2 separate regions of the Bombyx mori genome follow, and region 2 is linked to region 1. Evidence: chromatin contacts called from public Hi-C data. All regions are on one chromosome and are shown on one strand. Each heading gives the region's core, a stretch centred on a gene start, on an enhancer-like site or on the middle of the called end of the contact. The rest is flanking DNA. Distances are from core to core; before and after follow the strand shown. Region 1 overlaps Btr175 (cadherin-like membrane protein). Region 2 holds the start of LOC105841499 (transmembrane protease serine 3-like).

What was found. A called contact is a pair of places that touch in the nucleus more often than the background predicts.
Region 2: a contact with region 1 is called in a Hi-C map of midgut, with 2.3 times the contacts expected there. The contact joins the promoter of LOC105841499 here to the enhancer-like site in region 1.

The regions. Positions count from the first base shown.
Region 1 is chr6:2,276,001-2,281,602 of ASM3026992v2, reverse strand. Btr175 (cadherin-like membrane protein) reads left to right here. Exons shown (of 35, transcript NM_001044217.1): 31 at 2,122-2,279; 32 at 3,979-4,182; 33 at 4,745-4,909. Among protein-coding and RNA genes, the nearest start is that of LOC101743451, 5.0 kb to the right of the region's middle. Within about 2 kb of position 2,187, at least 1 of the 8 cell types and tissues checked has open chromatin away from gene starts, as enhancers often do.
Region 2 is chr6:2,356,432-2,362,436 of ASM3026992v2, reverse strand. LOC105841499 (transmembrane protease serine 3-like) reads right to left here and starts at 1,960. Exons shown (of 1, transcript XM_012689653.4): 1 at 1-1,960. The coding sequence starts at 332. It overlaps LOC101738204 (splicing factor 3A subunit 1), which reads right to left. Exons shown (of 9, transcript XM_004925201.4): 2 at 4,808-4,972; 3 at 3,646-4,448; 4 at 2,928-3,227; 5 at 1,967-2,158.

The sequences.
Region 1 (5,602 bases), core at 938-3,437:
TTCAAAATGGTGTTGCAATATACCACACACGGCGAATATGATCACAAGTTGTAGTTCCTTTTTATAATATAACCTTGTTTTTTCGTATAAACACAATTAAAACTCCCACGTTGATTGTTATTGGCATTCACACTGTAGATCTCTGTAAGCTCCTGTAACCACTTAACATGAGGTCGGTTGTGAGCTCGTCTACTTATCTAAGCAATAAAACAAATATGTGATGCTAAATACGACACAATAACCCTCCTCCAGTGTTCGCATCCCACAGGCGGGTACCAATTTTTGTAATGAAATACGTACTTAACAAATGTTCACGATTGACTTCCGCGGTAAACGAATAACATCGTGTCATGAAATCAAACCCACTAAATTATAATTTGCGTAATTACTGGTGGTAGGACCTCTTGTGATTCTGCACGGGTAGGTACCACCGCCCTGCCTATTTCTGTCGTGAAGTAGTAATGCGTTTCAGTTTAAAGGGTGGGGCAGCCGTTGTAATTACCTAGTCTTGCCATAAATACTGAGACAAAGGAAGAAAAAAAATCTAGAATTTGTAATCAAACATTAAACTTAGTAGAGTATTGTGAGCGTCTTATCTTGAAACATATACCTAGTCTGGCCATAAATACTGTTACAATTAAAAATAATAAAAAATCTATTGCAAGTAACATTTATTACTTTTACAGTGTGTTAATTTAACACATAAATATAAAACAATTTAAATAAATAATTTAATAAATAAATAAATAAAGTATAAGAAGCTTATTCGAAGTGGTCTCCATTGGCTGCAATACAGTCCTTTAAACGTTGAGGCCAGTTATCAATAGAAGCACGCACTCTTTCCATGGGAAAAATTTTCACTGCCAATCGTACGGATTGTTTTAGGGACTCCAAATTATCCTGGCGTTTAGAACAAGCCGTACTCTCTAAAACTGACCATAAATCATAATCCAGCGGATTAAGATCGGGACTAGACGACGGCCAGTCTTCAGCTCTGATGAAGTCCGAAACGTTCGTTTCCAACCAAGACTGCGTAGACCGAGCTTTATGACCTGCCGCCGAGTCTTGCTGGAAGGACCATTCTTGATTATTGAACATGGTGTTGTTAAGGGGCTTCACTACTTTCTCAAGAATGGTATCTTGATACCCTTGTGCCAATCTTTTGATACCTTTTTCACAAAAGTATGGCTCAATCACTCCTTCATAGCTAATACCTCACCAAACCATCACTGAAGTCGGATAGTGCCCACGTTGCACTCTGTCGATTAATTAGGAAGCTTCCTTAGAGCTTTGAGCATAAATACGGTCATTTTGTTTGTTAAAATGTTGCTCAGTTGTAAAAAAATTCTCATCCGTAAACAAAATTTTTCTATGACCTCCCTTTGCGTACCGCTTCAGTAGCTGTTTCGATTTTACCACCCTATTCTCTTTTAAATTATCATATTATTATAAGATATGACCAGTACGTCTCTTATAGGCTGCAATTCCTAAGTCATATTTTAAAATACGCGACATGGTTTTAGGTGCTATCTTCATCTCCCGAGATAAAATCTTTTGCTTTCGGACAGGATTTCTTAGAATTCTTTCCCTTACTGCTTTGACCTCCTTTTTCGTACGAACACTACGTGGACGGCCAGATCTTTTTCCGTCACAAACAGAGGAGGTCTCATTGCACCTATTAATAGCCCGGTACACAAACACTTTACTAATACCAAGCGTATGGAGAGTTTTAAAAATTGCATTTGGCTCCATTCCTACTTTGTGTAATGCAATCACAGCGATTCGGTTCTCTTTATCACCCCACTCCATTTTAATATCGCAAAATATTGTACAATGTATTGGCGCCAAAATGAGAAAACTCAATGAGCAATCATATAAAAATGACAGATTCCAAATTCAAATGTAATATTTTGTTTATTTTTAATTGTAACAGTATTTATGGCCAGACTAAGTATACTGAAATTTTAAAACCCACATCTCAAATTGTGTGGCGGCATTTACGTTTTAGATGTCTATGGGCTCCGGTCACCACTTAACACCAGGTGGGTCGTGAGCTCGTCCATCTATCTATGCAATAAAAAAATAATTAATAAACTAAACATCGATAATCCATTCTCCTAGATAGCACAAACCTTTTCCGCCGGCTTCGAGATGACGTGTAACATCGACCAAGTCGTTCCGGCCACTGACGCCAGCGGGGTCATCATGAACGGCATCACCGAAGTGAGGGGACACTTCATCCGCGATAATGTGCCCGTACCAGCCGACGAGATCGAGACGTAAGCACGATTGTAACAATTAAAGTCATCCAACTAGTATTACCAAAGTAATCAAGTCAAACATCGATTATAGGGTGTTTATGGAATAGAAACGGTGCTAAAGAAAAATCGATTTCTATTTTTCTTATATGTCTTTTGGGCTATGATTATATCAGCCCTTCCCAAAGTGGGCGATAATGCCCCCTTGTGGGCGCTGCAGGCCTAAAGGGGGGCGTTAAGAGATCCAGAAAAAAATGGGGGCATTGTGTAGAGACTTGGGAGGCGATTTGTAATTTCATCTAGGAGGACCCTCAGACACCGACTGAGCTCTCGCTATAGTGGGTTTTTAAGGAGGTAGATGAAAAAATGGGGGCGCTAACAATAATTTATTCTCAAAGTGGGCAGTAGACGTAATAAGTTTGGGAGCCCCTGGACTATATCGTTTTTTATGGATATAGTGTATTGGAAGAGCAAAAGGTACACCAGTAAGTATCAAATGAGTGCTGACTACGCAGGACCGTTTTCCAACCCGGTTTGAAGTAACAGTTGTCAAGAAACACCACGAAAGAAGCTGGATCTTAAAGGCAAAAAAAGATCTCTGAAAATGTAACGAAAAGCCTAAAAATTATTTATTTAAATTATTTATACATACAAGCTAAGCACATTCGATTTTTCTCTATAAGTGCGAAACGATTCTCAGCATATTTTTGAAGTGAAACTTCTTTAGGCGCGTTGAGAGTAAAATTTAACTCGGGACAGATTCGTTATGGCTAAAGAGAACAGATACAATTTAGCAAGAGCGAGAGTGAGAAAATAGATAGCGTCTCGCAGACCCATCGACCGTGGAGAGAGGTAGAGGACAAAGTTAGCTAGGTCGTGTTTCATAAGCAGCAATGTGTATAAACACAGCATTCCCATGTTACAAAAGAAATTTAATTTAAGGATGAAAAATGAAGAAAACCACAATACTACACAGTGCAAAAGAAGTTTCACTTCTTTCATTTTTTTGTGAGCAATTCTTTTCAAAATACTACAAACTTTTACATTTTAAACAGTCGCGTTTTTTTTAAATTGGTTTTACGAGATTCTTATATTAATACTAGCTGGCCCGGCAAACGCTGTTTTGCCATATACATTATTTCTAGGAAAGATAAATAACCTAGACACTGACTGCAGTGCCTGATTTGTGAATCTAAACCATCCAGGGCGCCAACCAAACGAATACAAAAAAAACAATTCAAATCGGTCCAGCCGCTTAAGAGGAGTTCAGTGACAAACAGACGCACAGAAGAAGCATATAATATATCTCCTTACTTCAAGTAGTTGGGTTTATGTGCAGTTTTAAATTAACTATACTGAGACCTTAGAACTTATATCTCAAGGTGGGTGGAAAATTTACGTTGTAGATGTCTATGGGCTCCAGTAACCACTTAACACCAGGTGGGCTGTGAGCTTCGTCTGCCCATCTAAGCAATAAAAAAAATTAAAAAAAATACAAATCCAGATAAAGAGCAAACATTTTCGCCGCAAGAATATCTATCCACAGTGAAAATGGACCCACGACTCCGCAGTCCAATAGGCAGAGCGCTAACTATTTTGCCAACGAGTCCGTCGCAATATAATATGTCCGTTTATCTACCCAGTACCGTCGCAAAGGACAGACCGTATTCAAACTACACCCAGAGATAAATTCAATAATCTCCTATCAACTGTCCGCCAGTCTCCGAGGGGACATGGTGCTGCTGACTGCCATCCAGTCCACGCTGGCGACGCGGCTGCTAGTGCTGCGGGACCTCTTCACGGACACCAGTCCGGCGCCGGACGCCGGCTCGGCCGCGGTGCTGTACGCGCTGGCGGTCCTCTCCGCTCTCCTGGCTGCGCTCTGTCTCCTGCTGCTAGTCATCTTCATCATAAGGACTAAAAAGTTAGTAATGTTGCTTTGGCAGCTGCTTGACTGTGCCCATAGCATCGCTGACTTCTATGGGAGACAGTGACTGCTTACCGTGAGTCATTACAGGTGAGCTGTATACTCGTCTGCCAACGAAGTCAATAAACATAAATTTAAAGGGGCAGACACGATGTATTTGTGCCGTGAAGCAGTCATGCGTTTCGGTTTGACGAGTGGGGCAGCCGTTGCAACTGTACTGAGGACTTACAACTTATATCTCAAGGTGGGTGGCGCATTTACGTTGTAGATGTCTATGGGCTCCGGTAACCACAACACCATGTGGACTGTGAGCTCGGCAATAAAAAAAAGAAGTCTGGATATTTTTTCAAAGACAATTTCATTCAAACTCCTAAAAGATCGACATACAAAAAACGGCCTAACAACAGAACTGAGCAACACAGACAGAATATTTCCAATTCGTAGCTGAAATATAACCCTTAAATCTTCCATAAATATTTTTTCTTTTTTACGAAATCACAATGTAAAAAACATCTGAACGATTTAGCGTCAGATTGAAGTAATTTATCTAATTCCGCAGACTTAACCGTCGTTTGGAAGCCCTGACGGTTAAGAAGTACGGATCGGTAGATTCAGGTTTGAACCGCGTCGGCATCGCGGCGCCGGGCACCAATAAACATGCCGTGGAAGGCTCCAATCCGATCTGGAACGAGACCATTAAAGCCCCGGACTTCGATTCTATGAGGTAAAATGAACTTTTATTTATACTATCATCTTCGATTCTATCAGTTACATATATCTGATCATGTGTATATGCATCAAATTAGTATTTAATTTAATAATTTATATAATTTAATTTAATAATAAAATACTAACGATAATGAAATTTACAAAATTTCTCAAATATTCATAAAGGTCATTAATAAACCATACCCTAATAAAAAATACACTCAAAATCAAGTACTGACAAAGTCTCAATAAAATATTTAAAACTAAATTATGTAAAAAGTCGTCGTGGGCTAAGGGATAAGACGTCCGGTGCATTCGTGTTGAGCGATGCACCCGGTGTTCGAATCTCAGGCGGGTACCAATTTTCTAATAAAATACGTACTCAACAAATGTTCACGATTGACTTCCACGGTCAGTCATTGAGACAGCATGCGGTAAACTCAATATTCACTTAAAGCAATGGAATCGGAAGTCTTAGTCCTGTTTTTTTTTAAATTACACTATCTATAATTTCCTGATTCAAAGGAGGCCATCAAATATAGTTTCTGTCTACAGAATCTAAAAATTTTATGACGTTTGACCTTTATTAATAACTAGCGACCCGCCCTCGTTTCGCTTCGGAAACTGTAATTTATTATTGATTTTTCCACTATTTAGTGGATGTAAACCTTCCTCTTCAATCAGTCTGTCTACTAAAAAAAACCGCATC
Region 2 (6,005 bases), core at 711-3,210, 81 kb before region 1:
ATTCCGGAAAGGATCGCGATGGCGGTGTCCTGGGAAGGTTTCTGCGTGAGTCCATAGTACACCACCCATGACATCTTCGGATCCTGGATTAGCAAGTCTTCGGTTTTGGAGACGCAGCGCGCGGTGGTCAGGGTCCAGGTCGGGGTCAGCACGCACCCCGAGCACAGCAGAGCGTTCGTCGTAGTATTCGTGAGTTTTAACTCGACCGTCACAACGTACGGGTACTCATCTTCTAAAGCATCTCTGCCTGTGCGCAGTGATTTCGTGCAAACCACAATATTTACAGTTTGCAAAACGAAATATAACATTAGATTCAATGCCACAATACCCATTATGTATTACAATGTTGTTCAACATAAGAGAAATACAATACACGTGAAACATTTTTATTGTTTTTCTGTTTTAATGTTTTATATTTTATTGACGAGATTTTTATTACGCGCTGTGCAATGTTATTCGCGATCGGGTTTCCCAGCAGTTTGATTGATATTTTATTTGTTTAAGGCATTTACGATAGTTTATGAAAACTTTTTTCTGGCACAGTGGGGGTGGGGAAATGTGTTAGTGCTTGTCCTTTTGGGAATACGCTGCCACAAACACAAGTAACTGAGTTTCTTTCACCGGGTCTTCTCATTGGGCCGTGATTCCGACCCGATGGTAGATTCTGCGAAGCACTGTGCTTGCTAGGGCTAGTTTTAGTAAATTCTCTCAGGATGAGCCCAGGGAGCTCACCTACCGGTCCGTGAGTAGTTAGAATAGCCCTTTAGGGTACCGACGATTAGGTAAGCAAAAAAATGCAAGCCCTTTCCTGCATTGAAGGAATCAGGGTTGAAGCCAATGTTCAATGAATCCAATGATTTTTTTATATATCATAATAATACCCTTTTTTGATTCATCCTACTTAATATTATAAATGTGAAAGTGTGTAAGAATGTATAGACATATTCAGAAAAGTACTTCGTAATTTTTCGGAAAAGTTCGTATTTATCGTGCTCTCTCAGTGCAATGACATTATTCATTTTGACACTAAATAATAAAGTTCCATACTATTGGATATGAAAATGTTACTCATTTAATATAATCATTCATTGACTGTTCGGGTGTCATCGTATTCCGATAAAGATCAGAGTTTTCCCGAAGGAAAATAATTTCCCACTACATCTTAATTGTTACTCTTTCACGCAAAAAGTGCTCAATGAATTTTGATGAAGCTTACAATAATATAGCTTACACTGCAGAATAACATGCATGTTAATCATGGTTGTAATGAATGGTAGGTGGATCAATATTTGAATAGTTATGACTATTCACAATCGAGTGCGCGATATTATGAAAGATGAAGATAGAAAATTCAATAAGATCAATAATAAGTTATAGTTCCCGAAGCGAAGCACGGGCGGGTCGCTAATTTAACCCTCAGACACAGCCTACTGAGTTTCTCGCCGGATCTTCTCAGTGGGTCGCGTTTCCGATCCGGTGGTAGATTCTGCGAAGCACTGCTCTTGCTAGGGTCAGTGTTAGCAACACTCCCGGTTTGAGCCCCGTGAGCTCACTTACATGTTAGGGCGAAGCTGATATAGCCGCTTAAGACTCAGTATATAGAAAAAAAAGTCACTAAAATCGAGTGCAACACTAAAATATTTGTATATTATTTTAAATTTTGTGGCTGGATTTATTCGCATTGTTTTCGGCCCCGGTTTATGTACTAGGAGACTCGACACATATTTTTCTACACATGCGTTTAAAATTTGAAAATTTCAAACTATTTTGTTCTATGAAAAAAAAAAAACGAAATTAATAAAGAAACATTTTGTAGTGGACCAAATGGTGTATCTAGAAGAAAAAGCCTCTCAAGGCTATCAGCATAGGTAGGGGGAAAAATGTATAAAAAGGAATATGCGGAGCTCTTTTGGAGGTGGCATTGTCCTTGTCGTTGGCCTGGTGGAAGGGAGGCGGCGCGGCTCACCTTGTGTATCTGCTGGATCTGGTCCTCGAGCGTGATGTGCGCCCTGGCGGCGCGGGTGGCGGCCTCCACGCTGGAGGTGTGCCCGTCCCACGTCACGCGCTCGTCGCGCTTCTTCTCCTCCTCGCCGATCTTCTTACCGATGGTCGTTTCCTCGTCCCCTACACCGAAGATGTCAGTACGACGCTCCGCCAACTACAACAAATGTTTATTATTTTCTTAACAGACTTACAAAATAAGGAGGTTTGCAATTCGACATTTTTTTGTTTCCTGAGGTTTTTTTCTCTTGTGAATTGATTTTGATGATTTGTTTATTTGAAAGCATGGTGCCATTTAAATTTTATGAAGATTTGATCAGTAGTTTTGGAATTATCCTCAATAGTTGCACATTTATTGACTTCAGACGTTTCTCTCTCGTTGTATTTTGTTGAATTCAGTTTTTTATTTAAAATTTGATATTATTATATAAACTTATTTATTTATTTACGTACACACAAAAAAGAAGGCATAGTACCGAGTAATAGGAAAATTATGTACAAAGGCACTGCTTATTTTTTTAAGAAATCTCTTCCAGCAGACCTGCGAGAGGATTATGAGAATAATAATTAAAAGTGATGAGTGTGTGTAGAACAGCTAAAATAACAAATACAACATGAGAATTATAGTAATGCACATACACATAGCAAATAGTTACTGGTGGTAGGACCTCTTGTGAGTCCGCACGGGTAGGTACCACCTCCCTGCCTATTTCAGCCGTGAAGCAGTAATGCGTTTCGGTTTGAAGGGCGGGGCAGCCGTTGTAACTATACTGAGACCTTAGAACTTATATCTCAAGGTGCGTGGCGCATTTACATTGTAGATGTCTATGGGCTCTAGTAACCACTTAACACCAGGTGGGCTGTGAGCTCGTCCACCCATTTAAGCAATAAAAAAATTTATCAAAAAAGTTTGGATGTGGGCATACCTGTTTAAGCGAAGCCTCGATGGCGGCCCCGGGGGCGAGCGCCTCGTCCCGGTCGGTGCGCTCGGCGGCGGCGCGGTCCCGCTGCTCCAGCCAGCGCGGGTCCAGCAGCCCGATGCGCACGTGCTCGGCCACCTTGCTGGCGGGGATCTTCTCGCCGGTGATGGGCGACACGAGCCACTCGTCCCCGGCGGCGGCGCGGGGCTTCGCCTCCTTGGGGTTGTACTTCTTGACGACGACGCGGTCGGGGCGCGGCGGGAGGGGCGCCTCGTCCGCGCGCGGGGCGTCTTGCTCCGTCTCGGACTGAAAAATAATTTACATGAATATTAGCTATGATATTATCAGAACAGCTTTTTTTTTATAATAAATAAATATTTACTAACAATCACACCACGTTAACTGGTTCTGTGCTAAGTTCGTAAAGAACTTGTGTTACAGGTACCAGATAACGGAAATAAATGTAAGATTTTTATTATACACATACATATATTTAATATACATCCATAACCCTGGAAAAAACATTTTATATTTATCATACAAATATCTTCCCTTGGCGGGATTCGAACCCGCGACCCTGTTGTGTAGTGACCATGTCACTTACCACTGCATCAAACGGCTCTGAACTGTATATATAGCATTGAAGGATTTTTTAAATGCTAGCTTTGAAATCAGTTTGTTGATACTGGTTCAGCTTAAATTGTAAAATCATTAAAAATATTACCTCCGAAGTCGAGCTTTCCTCTTCCATGTCTTGCACGCGGTTATCGTCCGGCCGATGGGACTGAGTTCGATCCTCCATTTCCGCAAGTTCCTCATCAGACTCCGATTCCGATTCGGATTCAATTTGCATCTCAGTATCATCGTCGTCATTCTGGTTCCGTATTATATCTTCACCCCTCTCTTGGGCGAGGACGCGGGCTCCGACTTCTAGTGGAGTGGTCGGAGGAGGGAAGTCTCCGGGTTCCCCTGCGGGGTAATCTACAGTTTCAACAACGACAAAATCGTGCCAGTCTATGGAGGCATACGCGAGCCTCTCTTTCTCAATTTTGGCCTCGTCAGCGGCCTTGCGCTTGGCTTGGTGCGCGTGCCAGGCAGCGCGACTGCGAGCTTGTTCTAATATCCCGCTGCGTATCTCAGCATTCAGCTTTGATACTAGTTCTTTTGGCGGCAGCAACACCTTCGTGTACTGCTCAAGCAGACGCGTGAAGTATTGGAACAGTGAATGCTGGGGACGAAGAAAATCAAACTGATGATTACGCTCCTCTTTCTTCATTAAATCCGTTAAGAACTGACGACCGTTTCTGGCGACAAATTGCGCGGTTAATTTCACTATGTCGAGCTCCAGAGCCGATATAGACGGTGGATCAGCGATAAATTCGAAATCTGGTGGTGGGTCGCGCGGCGGAGGCAGTTCTGCAGGAGCAGCTGCCTTGAGGAGCTCCTGCTGGCGGGCCGCTGTGGCTGGAGCGAGACCCATTCGTTGCTGTCCTGATGGCATAGTTGGTGGTGCAGTTGGTTCGGGAACTAAAAAAATACGACTATCAGTGACATAAGCAGACTAGATTTTAATCTTTCTATCAAATGTAAGTTGACCAAGCTGTGCAAATTTTATGTTAGAAGAACAATTCTTTCTTTTAATCAAAGCTGAGACATGATTTGTTTTTCTAGTGTAAAACAATTAAAGTGAAATGTTCCATAAGCAAACAGGTCATATTCATCACATATGTATATAATCAACAGTTGCTATGCTGGCCCACATAATAATATCAACAAGTTGTCCTGAACCCACAAATTTGACAATAGCCTTCTTTCTGTCACATTGTTATGTTAATATTTTAATTAAATTTTATACTAATTTAAATGAATAGAATTTGAAAACTTACCTTTTCCCTCTTTGATCTCTCTGACTTTATGCTGATAGTAAGCATGGTAGGGATCCCCTGAATTAAGGAAGTTGAACTTTGGATTGCCCAGCTCATTCTGTCTGATCCTAGCTTCAAATTCAGGACCATTACGAGCCACAAAGCTGGCAGTTTTATCAACAATATCTATTTAGCTGGGTTAAAGAAATATTTTTGAAAATTCTGAAATAAAACTTTGAGCTAATTTAATTTTGAATATCTTTCTGACTAAAATAAAGAACTGGGAATAAAGAATATTTATAGCATACCGAGCATGAAAGAGTAATAATGAACTATTTAAACATAAACAGAAAACGATATTAACCATAAAATATAGTGAGGAACTAAAATTTTCTTTCATAAACATATCAACGCTTGAAAGGCAAACATGACTAAGCGACAATAACTGCTTTGTACAGAAGTGATAGGCAATAACCATATTCGATGCGCAAAAAATATATATTTCTAGGTCTATTAAAATCATTTCAACCCTACAGCTAGATTCGTTATAATAGAATTTTTTTCAGGTATTTCTTATGTATATTTTAAATTAATTTCAACTTTAAATTAGTCTACTGTAAAGTTCATGCATTGTCGCTTAGTCACATTTGCCTTTCAAGCGTCAATATATTTTAAGTGAAACCTGATTTTAAGGTTTTAAGTATCCTTACTTGAGGAACAATCTCACAGTCCGCCAGGGGTAAAGCAGTTATCAGAGCCTATTGAAATCACAATTAAAATACTCCATACTTTCAGAAATGTTTTTTTTTATTGCTTTGATGGGTGGACAAGCTTACAGTCCACCTGATGTTAAGTGGTTACTGGAGCCCATAGACATCTACAGCTTAAATGCGCCACCCACCTTGATATAAGTTACAACGGCTGCCCCACCCTTTAAACCGAAACGCATTACTGCTTTATGGCAGAAATAGGCAGGGTGGTGGTACCTACCCATGCGGACTTACAAGAAGTCACAAAATCATTTTCAAACAATTGGGCTTTCAATTAACAAAAATATTGACAGAATGGGCTAATTAAAAGTGAATTCAGTTATTAATTTTCTACTTATTGTGGAGATTGCCTATTATCATGAACAATCAAGTCTACAAGATATTAATCCTTTATCTATTTCAAAATGAATTTCTTTGTATTTCAATCAAATTTCCTTAATAATTTATTT